2 separate regions of the Mus musculus genome follow, and region 2 is linked to region 1. The links are chromatin contacts, called in public HiChIP or PLAC-seq maps. All regions are on one chromosome and are shown on one strand. The core of a region is the stretch at or near the end of the contact, and the rest is flanking DNA. Distances in the headings are between cores, read along the strand shown. Region 1 has its middle 130 kb from the start of Gm31258. Region 2 holds the start of Mir99ahg (Mir99a and Mirlet7c-1 host gene (non-protein coding)).

Region 1 (5,708 bases), core at 1,155-3,654:
TCGTGTCTCTAGTGGCATATGAATCAGAAGATGGCCTATTTGGCCATCAGTGGAAAGAGAGGCCCATTGGTCTTGCAATCTTTATATGCCTCAGTACAGGGGAACGCCAGGGCCAAGAAGTGGGAGTGTGTGGGGGAGCGTGTGGGGGACTTTGGGGATAGCATTGGAAATGTAAATGAAATAAATACCCAGTTAAAAAAATAACTAAGGCAGGATGTCCTCTTGCCTCTCTTCTAGATCTTTGGTGTAAGACCTCTCTGTATGAACAGTAATGGAAACGGGAATGTCTGCCCCTTCCCATATTCTAACCTAGTTTTGCACCATTATCCTAACAGAAAGTGTCAGTATGATGCAAATGGGCTTTATTAACAAATAAATGCCAAGTAAAAGTAGACATTGAAACCTACACAGACATATATAGCAATTGAGCCAGGGGCAGAGTAATTCTCTCCAGGGAACAAGTCTCATTTGTTTGAGAAAACTATTTGTTTGAGAAAACTACCTCCTGAGCAAAAGGTTGAAGTAGGCACCAGGGATTCACTATCCATACCATTGAAATCCTAATTTCTCCTTTACGCATCAGACAGTGTGAATAGGGTCAGGGTTTCATGATCTTCATTGCGAAACAGGCAAATGAGAATTTCTCAGATGATTTTACCCTAACACAAGGTCTTTAACAGATATAAGCTCAGAGAAATCCTATATTTTAGTTGATAAGTGCAGAGCATATTAACTTTATTTAATTCAACAGAGGAGGTTCTGTAGAGCCAGGATGAAGCCTCCTAGCTTTAGAGAAGTTATTCAACCAGTGTCTCTCCTGAACTCTTTGTAACTGTTTACAGGAGGTTAAAAAAAAAAAGAGCCCAAGAAAATAAACATGTTATCCAGTTACTTGTCTTTCAGTGTTAATGAATCGTTTAGCAATTTGAGGATATTTTCCACCAGGATTCTTGTCATGTCAGGATTTTTTCACCCCCCACTGGAAAAAGAATGTCTTTTGTGCTAATCAATGTTCTTTGTTCAACTCCTGGACAGAAATCTTGGCTCTTTAATAACAGCCTTTTCTAATTCTGTTTTGTAATTGCAACAAGCCATCTTGGAGGATTTATCTGCCATGATGCACGCCAGCAGTATGTGGCCTTTTCCTGAACCCATCAGGACGGAGCCTTTTCTTTGAACCCTTGGCTCCTTGCTGCTACTGACCCTGTTGCTCATTTATAACATGGGTGCCATTTATCACCTCCAGACTTACAGATATTGTTGTGGAAAGAGACTGAATGCAATCATTCACGCCACTGAGTCTTTCTTTTGGGGCCTCACAACTTCCTTCCTCACAGGATACCTGATAGGGAGAGATTAGTGAGCAGGCTGTAATTCTATTGAGGGATTGTGATGTAACTGCATTGTAAACCATAAAGTGACACTCCAGAGATTTGAGATCGCCAGAACGTGGAGATTAAGTTACAGCCACTACAGTGCCTCTCTGTCCGTCCGTGTGAGGTGATGGTTTGTAATCTGTCTGTAAAATATTACCTACCTGTAGAAAAAACACTTCCTTTTATAGCAGAGACCTTAATATGACTTCTGCAGTTTCAGAGCTTAAAAGATCTGATGCTTCATTTTTTTTTAAATAGATGCTGACAGATAATTTAGAGTCCTTCAAGTAAGACAAGTCCTTCTTGATAATACATTTTTAATTTTAAGAAACTTTTTGTTGTTTTTTTTTCCATATATAGATTGAGATGCTTGTTTTTAACGGGATAGAATCATGGTTTGTGGATATAAAATTAGGAGGTATAATTTACTGAGGAAAAAAAATTACAGAAGGCTTAAAATTACAAATTCAAGGTGTTCATTACAATAACGGTGTTAAAGACAGGCAATGCCACTATCTTATTCTTCAGTACTTTATAGTATTAAGTCCTATATTCATTCGGCTTCTCCTCCGATTTACACATCCTGTATGTGAATCATGCAAAGTGAAAATAAGCCACTTGTCTAGACACTTAATACTTAGAAGGGACTAATCCATCATCTCTAAGCTATCCATTCCATTAACCCCGTGCCTCTGTGCCTTTTGCAACTCTTTCTATATGCAATTCTTAGGGAAGAAGTTTTATGTGCAATGTTTAATCTTTCAGTTATTAACAGTCATCACTTATTAAGTGTGGCAAAGAAATTTTGGATAAGCCGATTTTTCTTACTACAGACCTTTCTAGAACCCTTTTCTATATCCATAAACTGTGTCTCTCAAGTCCAAAGCCGTAGCATAAAGCATTTCCTGAACTCTTTGAGCTGGGCTGCCTGTAGCATCTCACATTCAATGTTGAGGACCCACCGTATGGCTTAATCACCTAGGCTTCATAAAGACACTGTTGAAGGGTGACGGCAAGAAGCAGGGCCTTTTTAACTAAAAGCATTTAAGAGCATGACTAGCTCACTCGGACATCACATTCTGTAAGAACAAGCAAGATTGAGGATTTTAAAAACCTCTGCTAGTAAGTTTAAAATAGCAACTAATCTATTTTTAAAGTATTTTAATACATAATCTTTGTATCTATCAGTCGATCTGAAAGCTTATTATCATCTCCATTTCTTTTTTCAGATGAATGAACTTAAGTTCACAAATAGATTAGTGGACTTTAGATATGTCACAATCCCCAATTGAGGGCTAAGTAATTTCCTAATATTTCACACTTATAAATCGTGGGTTGATTTCAACACTGACATCCTTGCTCTCTGATTGTGCAATCTCCCTTCTTATTCTGCAACACTGCTCTATAAGCATAGCTTGTCCTCAACTTCCTGGGTCTTAGTTTCTATCTATAAATCTGAAGATGCTGGATGACCTCTTATATCTCTTTAAGCTTTGAAATCCTATTGCGAATGTCCAGAATTCTTTTTAGCTCGTTTAAAGCTTTTAATAAAAAGAAAAAAATGTCTACCAGCAATACCGTGTGCTCAAAATAAATGTTAAACTACATCATCAGATATATGAAAATGATGACAGACAACCATGATATAAGCCTCGGAGAGCCGAGAACAAGTTGTGCAAGCAAAGGCCAATATTGCTCTGCTTTTATAAATATTAAGACCAATTGAATATGTAACTTACCCTAAACACTAAGGCTTTTAACACAGATTGAAGCAGAAAAGAGGGCATCTGTGCACTGCCTTTGCCTGGTCTTCCTTGCAGACAGATAAAGTGTTCAGTTGTGGAGCCTTGGCCTATCTCCAGGACGGAGGGAGAGCATGTGTAAACAGCACGGTTGTTATTTTATTTGTAGGGAACATTAAAGTGCATAGATTTGGTCAAATGTCAAATGACACTTCTCCACTCTCATCCTTCATTTTATCTGGTTTACCATGGTTTTCTCCTCTTGTTCTTGTTTCCACACAAGTGTGTCGAAACCATTCTCTTTGATTATGGGAAATCATTTCAACATTCCTGTACTATATTATCAACTGCACAAAATGGGCTTATTTGACTTTCCAGGGCTGGCATTTTGTACTACTGTGCCATAAAAAAAAAAAAATCTCTGATTTATTTCCTAAAGTTTCAGTAGGTATAAAATTGTATAGTTTTCAAATTATGAGTTTTTACTTCTCTTACCTAATTCATCAGTGTATTCTCGCACCTTCCCTGATTTATTTTAAGTGAACTCCTTCCTTTTTCTTTCTTTGAAATATTTCCTACAACATATTTTGGTCATGCTTTTTCTCCATGACCATTCCTCCTCAAAAACAAAACATACAAAGAAAACAAAAATCAAAGCAAAAACCTTAAGTCAAAGCAAAGCAAAACAACAACAAAAGAGCCCCCAGAAAACAACAAAAACCTACCTAAAGTCGCCAAAATAATCACAAAGGCTTCTGAGTGTGTGTGTGTTTCTTGTTTTTTGGACAGCTATTCTTGGGCATGGGGTATATCCTGGAGTGTGGTTCAAATACCCAGTGACACCCATTGGAGAAAATGTATTTTCCTTTCTGCAGTAAATATTAAATGCAAATTGCTTCTTGTTTAGCGATGAAACCCCATGTCTATTTTCTTCTCAGTACTTGGAGCCTTGTCTGGGTTTGAACCAGTGCAGGTTTGTGCAGGCTACCACAGTCTCAATGAGGTGATATGGACACAAGTCCTGTTTGATCGCATTTGTTTGATCCCCATGACATGGAATCATATATGACTCTGCTAAAGTGGCCAAGAACCTGAATCTTGGTACATTTTGAGCCTAAGGTTAAACCTATTATTATTTTTGCTATAGGAGCATAACAATAAAATTACACTGTGTGTGTGTGTGTGTGTGCATATTACCAGGAATAAAATTTTTGAGCTAATATTTGAGCTATATCCAGATAAATTTTTATCAATGCTGTATTTTTCAATCTATATTTTTCAGCAAGCAGACATGTTTTAAGAATATAATCTACAATTTCTTCCTTTCCTCCAAAGAAGTATATCAGTATATTCTTAATGAGACTTTCAAGGGAGACAAAACTGAAAAGGAAAATTACTGAAATTTACCAAGAATGTTTAATTGTCGGACCATGAAGTTGTCTCGTATAGCAATATGCATGGAATGTCTTCTAAGTAAGCTTTTGTGCTGTTCACAAAGTTTACTTCGTATGTGACATGTTGAGGTTACCAAGTGGGAGAATAAGACAACTGTGAGTTAAGGACGCTTGGTAAAGCATCTTTTATTTCCCTTGCAATGAGGCAAGTAAGAGAACACATCCTATTTAAATGACTGGCTTGGAAAAATATAGATGAACAGATTTATGTTACAAATGGATTCTTCCATGGAAACTCTAGATGCTTATGAATATATAATAATTGTCTGAGATTAACTGCAGTGCCCTGGGACATTCTGATTTACAAAGTATTTCCACTACATTTTGTCATCTATTCCTTTTTTTTTTTGTTTTTGTTTTTGAAATTTTTATTAGGTATTTTCTTCATTTACATTTCAAATGCTATCTCCCAAACCTCCTATACCCTCCCCCTGTCCTGCTCCCCAAACTTCCCAATCCTGCTTCCTGGCCCTATCATTCCTCTGTATTGGGGCATATGATCTTCGCAATACCAAGAGTCTTTCCTCCCATTGATGGCTGACTAGGCCATCCTCTGCTACATATGCAACTAGAGACACAGCTCTGGGGGGAGGGGGTACTGGTTAGTTCATATTGTTGTTCCTCCTATAGGGTTGCAGACGCCGTTAGCTCCTTGGGTACTTTCTCTAGCTCCTTCATTAGGGGCCCTGTGTTCCATCCAATAGATGACTGTGAGTACCCACTTCTGTATTTGCCAGGCATTGGCATAGACTCACAAGAGACAGCTGTTTTATAGAAGTGATACAACGTAGGCACATACATAAGATATGGCCTCTAACTCTGAAGTCTGTGCTCTTTGCACAGATGTTGGCTGGTCTTAAGAACTGAATGCAAGCACATAGGAATTTGAAAATTATAATGAAAGCTTTTGACTTTTCAGAGCTATTAAATTCATCAAGTCTTGTGAAGAGTAGAAAAAAATCCATTGTTTATACATTGTAATATGCTATAATTTTTAAAAACTCACAAATGTTCTTTGATTTTGGTTTTATTTTTAATGTATTTTACACAGTAACTGAATATTATCATTCTAGTGATATCTGTGAGGTTGTCAGCTTTCAGAAATCTGGGCAAGATGTTTATTTTCTGTGCCTCTT
Region 2 (5,313 bases), core at 1,478-3,977, 150 kb after region 1:
AGTTGATGGTTTAGTCCCTGGGAGCTCTGGGGGTACTGGTTAGTTCATATTGTTGTTCCTCCTAAGGGCTACAAACCCCTTCAGCTCCTTGGGTACTTTCTCTAGCTCCTTCATTAGGAAGGACCCTGAGCTCTGTCCAGTGGATGTCTGTGAGCATCCACTTCTGTATTTGTCAGGCATTGGCAGAGTCTCTTAGGAGACAGCTATATCAGGCTCCTGTCAGCAAGCTCTTGTTGGCATCCAAGGGTCTTGGTTTGGTGTCTGTGTATGGGATGGATTCCCAGGTGGGACAGTCTCTGGATGGCCTTTCCTTCAGTCTCTGCTCCACACTTTGTCTCTGTAACTCCTTCCATGGGTATTTTGTTTCCCCTTCTAAGAAGGACCGAAGTATCCACACTTTGATCTTTCTCCTTCTTGAGTTTCTTGAGCTTTGTGAATTGTATCCTGTATTCTAAGTTAGCACCTCAAAATACACTGTGAAATGATTTAGGCAGGGGAGATAATTTTCAAATTAAATGAATTGAGCAGCCCATGATCTGCTACATTGGATCAAGTCATCAGAAAACATCTAGAGGAGCGAACGTTTCCTCTACAAAGTAAAGATGGGACTTGACGTGAATCAAAATGACAAACTCTCTCTAATAGTGTCTGGGTAGTAATCATTGCCGAGTAATAGCAGACTTCAGCAGAGGGGACTATTTTCATAACCTGTGTGTAATTCAGAAAGGTCTATGGCCACATAAAAACCTACAAACTGGCCATAAAAACTACTTTATAGCCAGGGAAATCATCAAGGCCTGTTCAACTTCTGTTGTATGTTTTATGCTGTGCATGGTTATTAGTGACCTTTCTGAACTTGCTAGAAAGAAATCCTTATTTCATGTACACTGATGTTCCATTACAATAGGGGCTAAATCTTGAAAGTAGATGACTGTAGACATCTAAAATATAAGGCTGGGTGCCCTTGTTGACTCTTAAATTAGCTGTTCATCTTGAATAAAGCGATTGAGAAAACTCTGAATGTACAACACGGGGTATTGGGGTAGTGATGAAGTGTAGCAACCTCGGTGGCCTTGGGAACCTTCAAGCACTAACTAGGTTAGTCGCTAACTAGGTTGGTCATTTTCCCATGTCTATTTTTCAATGTCTATTTTTTAGTGATGCTCACTTTCAGTATACAAAACAGGCATGAGGGAGTCACAGAAAGATCTCAAACATGTTTTATTTATTTATTTATTTTTTGTTTTCTAAAACTTATTCAGAGGCGATATACAGACCAATCAATGACGCATATTTCACATTTGAGAAAGTGGAAACCCCAGTTTCTGCACTCAGTCTCACCCAGAGCTAACTTTACCACTTATATTCTCTGTTTCTGTACTTTCAAAAAGTCTGCTCTACCTATTAGAAAGCATTATTTAGCTGCTAATCTTATAATTTGTTCATTTTAATTTGTCTATGTTTTGTTTTATATCAGATAACAGCTGATTAAAGCTAATTCAGTTTTGCTAATTCGAAGATGGTCGAGGCAGATGAAAGATCAGCATCTAAAGGAATTTCCCAGGCAGGCCTCGCATGCCTGTGCAGTTACTTAGTAAATAGGGTGAAGGATGGAGTGTTGGGCATCTATCTCTATCTCTGAGTGACAGCTACTGGGAGAGGGAGGGTGTCTAATCTAATCACTGTAGAAACATGAGCATTTTAATTTGGTTGGATCATTCAAAGAAAGGGTTTGCTTTGAAGTACAATTACTTGATACTTCCTTGTCACAAATTTGATAATGATACCTATCCTTGTAAAGTGTTTTTGAAGACTACGAAGATGTAATGCATAAAACGCAGATAGAGTTTTGCAATATTACATTTTTTTTTCTTAGCACGTCATAGCTTTTCTTATGAATTCCCAGTTAAAAATGTACTAAAATGAAGAAGCGCTTTTTCGGAACTGGAGGAAATTGTAACTAATATAGTTCTGAAAATAAGAGAATTCGTGAAGTTAATTTTGCATGGAATCTCACCCGGGGTTAGCAGGCTAGGCTGTATCCTCAAAGTGAGGTCAGTTCCTTAGCTACGGAGAACTTTGTCGATAGTTGCATCAAAATTAATTAATTAAAATTAATTTTACATTAAAATTCTTTAAAAGTCTCAAGGAAAACCATACTACTGCCTATGCTTAGCCATGTGATACAAGGGATATGTATGCTGGTAATCATGTGAGTGTCTACATGAGCTCTTTTGTCATTTCCACATCTGCAGGCACATAATATAAAGAAAACATGTTACTATTCTGTCCTGAACGCTGTTTGATTTAATGTGAAAAAGTATTGTTTTAAATTCACTGAGTCAAGCAATACCTACTCAGAAAGAACACTAGGGGGTTACCTTCGGTTTACTTTACATCTTTAGCACATTTACTATTAAAAAATATTTCTAGAATGCAGTGTCTGCTCGGCTTAGGTTATCTAAGCTGTAATAAGTAGCCTTGGGACCCCTGAAGGCACACCCCACACACTTATGCTGTGTGACCTCGGGTCACAAGTAATGGCTGCAAGCTAATTGATTGAGAAAGGCTTGTCTGGCAGGGCCCCTTTTGCGTCCTGCCTGTACATTCCGAAGTTCTGTGAAAAGAGGCACTAGCGCTCAGCCACGCAAGGCAGGAAAACAGAGGAAGTTTTCGCATTCTGACTGCAGCCTGAGTTCCCCGGAGCAAGGCTGCTTCTCTCCACCCACTCCTCACCAAGAACTCCTGAACTTGAGAGTGGACGACTTCAAAGCTAGCTCTCACAGACTCACCTGGAAAAGAGTTCAGCTGCGCGTTCATTGAACCGAGAGGCCAGATCACCTATGTGAGGCGGTGGGAACCATATGGAGATTTATATTAGAACTTCAGCAAAGTGCACAGCTGCAGCCGGCAGAAGCCAGCTCTCGGGCTGACAGGCAAATGAACCAGATCGTGGACGGGGCCTCTGGGTGGCAGCTCCGGCCTTTTGGTTGTTGGACAACTATAGTCAGAACTGAAATGGAACAGGGGCAGGAGAAATAACACACTTTTACTCCACGCAACTGTTGCTTTCACATGGTGAGTGCAGATTTAAGATGTTGCTCAAATATTCTTTCTGGGTTGTAATACAAGTTAAGAAATCTGCTCTGCTTTTTGGGGGGTGGGGGGAGAAACAAGCCATCAAGAATACTTAGAAATTCCGAAGCTCTGTGGCTTTGTCTCTGCTTCATTTCACGTGATACTTGCAATCTGAGAGAAAAAAAAAAAACTCGTAGCGTCCAGTCTGTTCTTTCTCTTCCAGATTTTCTTTTGTTTAAGTCCTGCTTTTCTGCAACCAGAGTCAATATTGATTTAGGCAAATCAAATGTGGCTGGGATGAGGAAGAAGGGGGAGTCAGGATATGTGTAAACATTGCATTTAGTCCAACTTCTGTGTCACTGGGCGCTGGCTTCATGATTTGGTGCCTTATCTCAGGAATAAGTCCTATGGAAAGAGCTTTGCATTCCTGGCCAGGAGAAGGGTCAGGGCCCGTGTTTAGCAGCCAGCCAGCCAGCCAGTGAGAATTGCTGTTGCTCCCTCTTATTTTTAATATAAAATAGTTAAGAAAGTACATCTTCATGCATTGAAAACTAAGTGTGCTTTGATTTCCCAAGTCCCTTCCCAGTGGTTTATGTGTCTTATCCCTGGGAAGGATTCTTTAAAAGTCCTTGAGCAACAGCGTGCAAACTTCTTTTGTTCCTGCTGATCCTGTTTGCTCACGTTGTGTGCTATCGACTTTGCACACATTTCTTTTTGAAGAATCATGTTGCAGTAATGCAGAGCAGTTTTTGTTTGTTTGTTTGTTTGTTTGTTTCAGTGCAAATACCTTAGAAGTTAGTAAGGTCATGTTTTCTAAAATAAAACCAACCAAGCTCAACGAAAAACCTTACAGTATAAGTTGAGAATAATTCCTTGTTTAAACGTAACTAAGTCCTGTTTTAACTATGTTTTGTTGTTGTTCAAAGAAAATCTTAGCTTGCCAGCATGTCCAGGAATGTGAGCCGAGGCGACCTATTTTTCTTATTCCAACCTCTCATGTTCATAATCACATTTATAGTAAGTGCTAAAATATACTTTCTGATGTTCACCTCATTAGAAAAATCAGTTTTTGCTACCATAATATTTGCAATTGATGTTATCAAAAAATATGGAGGATCTTTATGGTCCATTTGTTGATTTGATGAAGTTTTAGGTCTACTTCAGCATCGTTTAAACATTTTCCAAAGCAGAGAGACAATTCAGTTTTGTCTACTTGTTTAAAGCACAGAACTTACATGGGGGACAGACTCCTTTTATCTGGAATCTTCTGTTTGTTAAAGTAAATTAATAAACCAAACAAAAAACCAAACAAAAGGCAGCCAGTGAGAAGCTGCAGATTTGTAGTGAAAGGGAAGGGGACTTTAAGGGTGTCGGAATGTGATTCCATTTCCGAGGTAATTTTGTAGCATTTCTTAGCTGCCTTTGCAAACTTTATGGAAACCTGTTAACCGCTGGCAGCCCTGAGCCCTAGGTTTGCATTTTGAACGGAGATTATGCACAGGAAAGACAAGTTCGTCCTGTCATGTGACCTGAGCTGCCTTATCAAAGCAAAATATGGCAGCCGCATTCTTTCCTGAGAGAACGAAGTTCATTATGTCCTTGCCACCTGTTACGTTCACTCTTTGTCCTTGTGGCCACACAGTTCCTGCTTGTTCCTGCTGCCAGAAAGGGATTTTCCTTTTAAGAGAGAAAACCAATGATTTTTTTTTTTCATTTACATGTTTTGAAAAATTGTGTTCTTTCCCCACAAAGCACCCGGAATATATTTCATAAGGCCTTTTGTTAAGTTGATGTGAATAGCAAGAAAATGTGTGTATTGTTTTGAAAGCCTTGTACGTCTCCTGATAAATAAAGCAAAGGTGTAGCTAAGGATTTATGAAAAAGATGGACCTTCTGAAGATTATGATTGAGGAAAAAAATGCATTCCTTATTATTTCCTCCAAACCAATTAAAAAACTAGAAGTACAAAAGGCAACTTCATTATTACTATTTTTTTCAAGCACAGCTCAGAAAGTCAGCATGGTAGAGAGAGGGCCTCCAAAAGAATGTGGTTCCCTCTGGAAGTGGGTGAATTGCAAGGAACAAAAGATAGAAAGTGCTGCATAGCATTTAAATGTTTAAACTTAAATGTTGATCTGTTATCATAGCTGGTCATACTTACTTACTAGTGGACTGTAGAGAACTTTTAAAAATTAAAATCAACTCTAGTATTTTAATTCTATGTATTTAAGAAGG

The links. HiChIP or PLAC-seq counts read pairs in DNA pulled down with a chosen protein or histone mark.
Region 2: a contact with region 1 is called in an H3K4me3 HiChIP or PLAC-seq map of bone marrow-derived macrophages, with 2.1 times the contacts expected there. The contact joins the promoter of Mir99ahg here to the enhancer-like site in region 1. A contact is called at or near these places in 5 of 484 Hi-C or Micro-C datasets (LSK cells, granulocyte-monocyte progenitors, liver and 2 more) and 4 of 115 datasets of contacts at active chromatin or transcription factors (bone marrow-derived macrophages, heart atrium and stem cell-derived neural progenitor cells).

What each region holds. Positions count from the first base shown.
Region 1 is chr16:77,172,192-77,177,899 of GRCm38.p6, forward strand. No RefSeq gene overlaps it. Among named protein-coding and RNA genes, the nearest start is that of Gm31258, 130 kb to the right of the region's middle. Within about 2 kb of position 2,405, at least 36 of the 459 cell types and tissues checked have an H3K27ac peak or open chromatin away from gene starts, as enhancers often do. A contact at or near this core is called in bone marrow-derived macrophages, where this site is marked.
Region 2 is chr16:77,326,601-77,331,913 of GRCm38.p6, forward strand. It overlaps Mir99ahg (Mir99a and Mirlet7c-1 host gene (non-protein coding)), which reads left to right and starts at 2,728. Exons shown (of 5, transcript NR_015543.3): 1 at 2,728-3,078.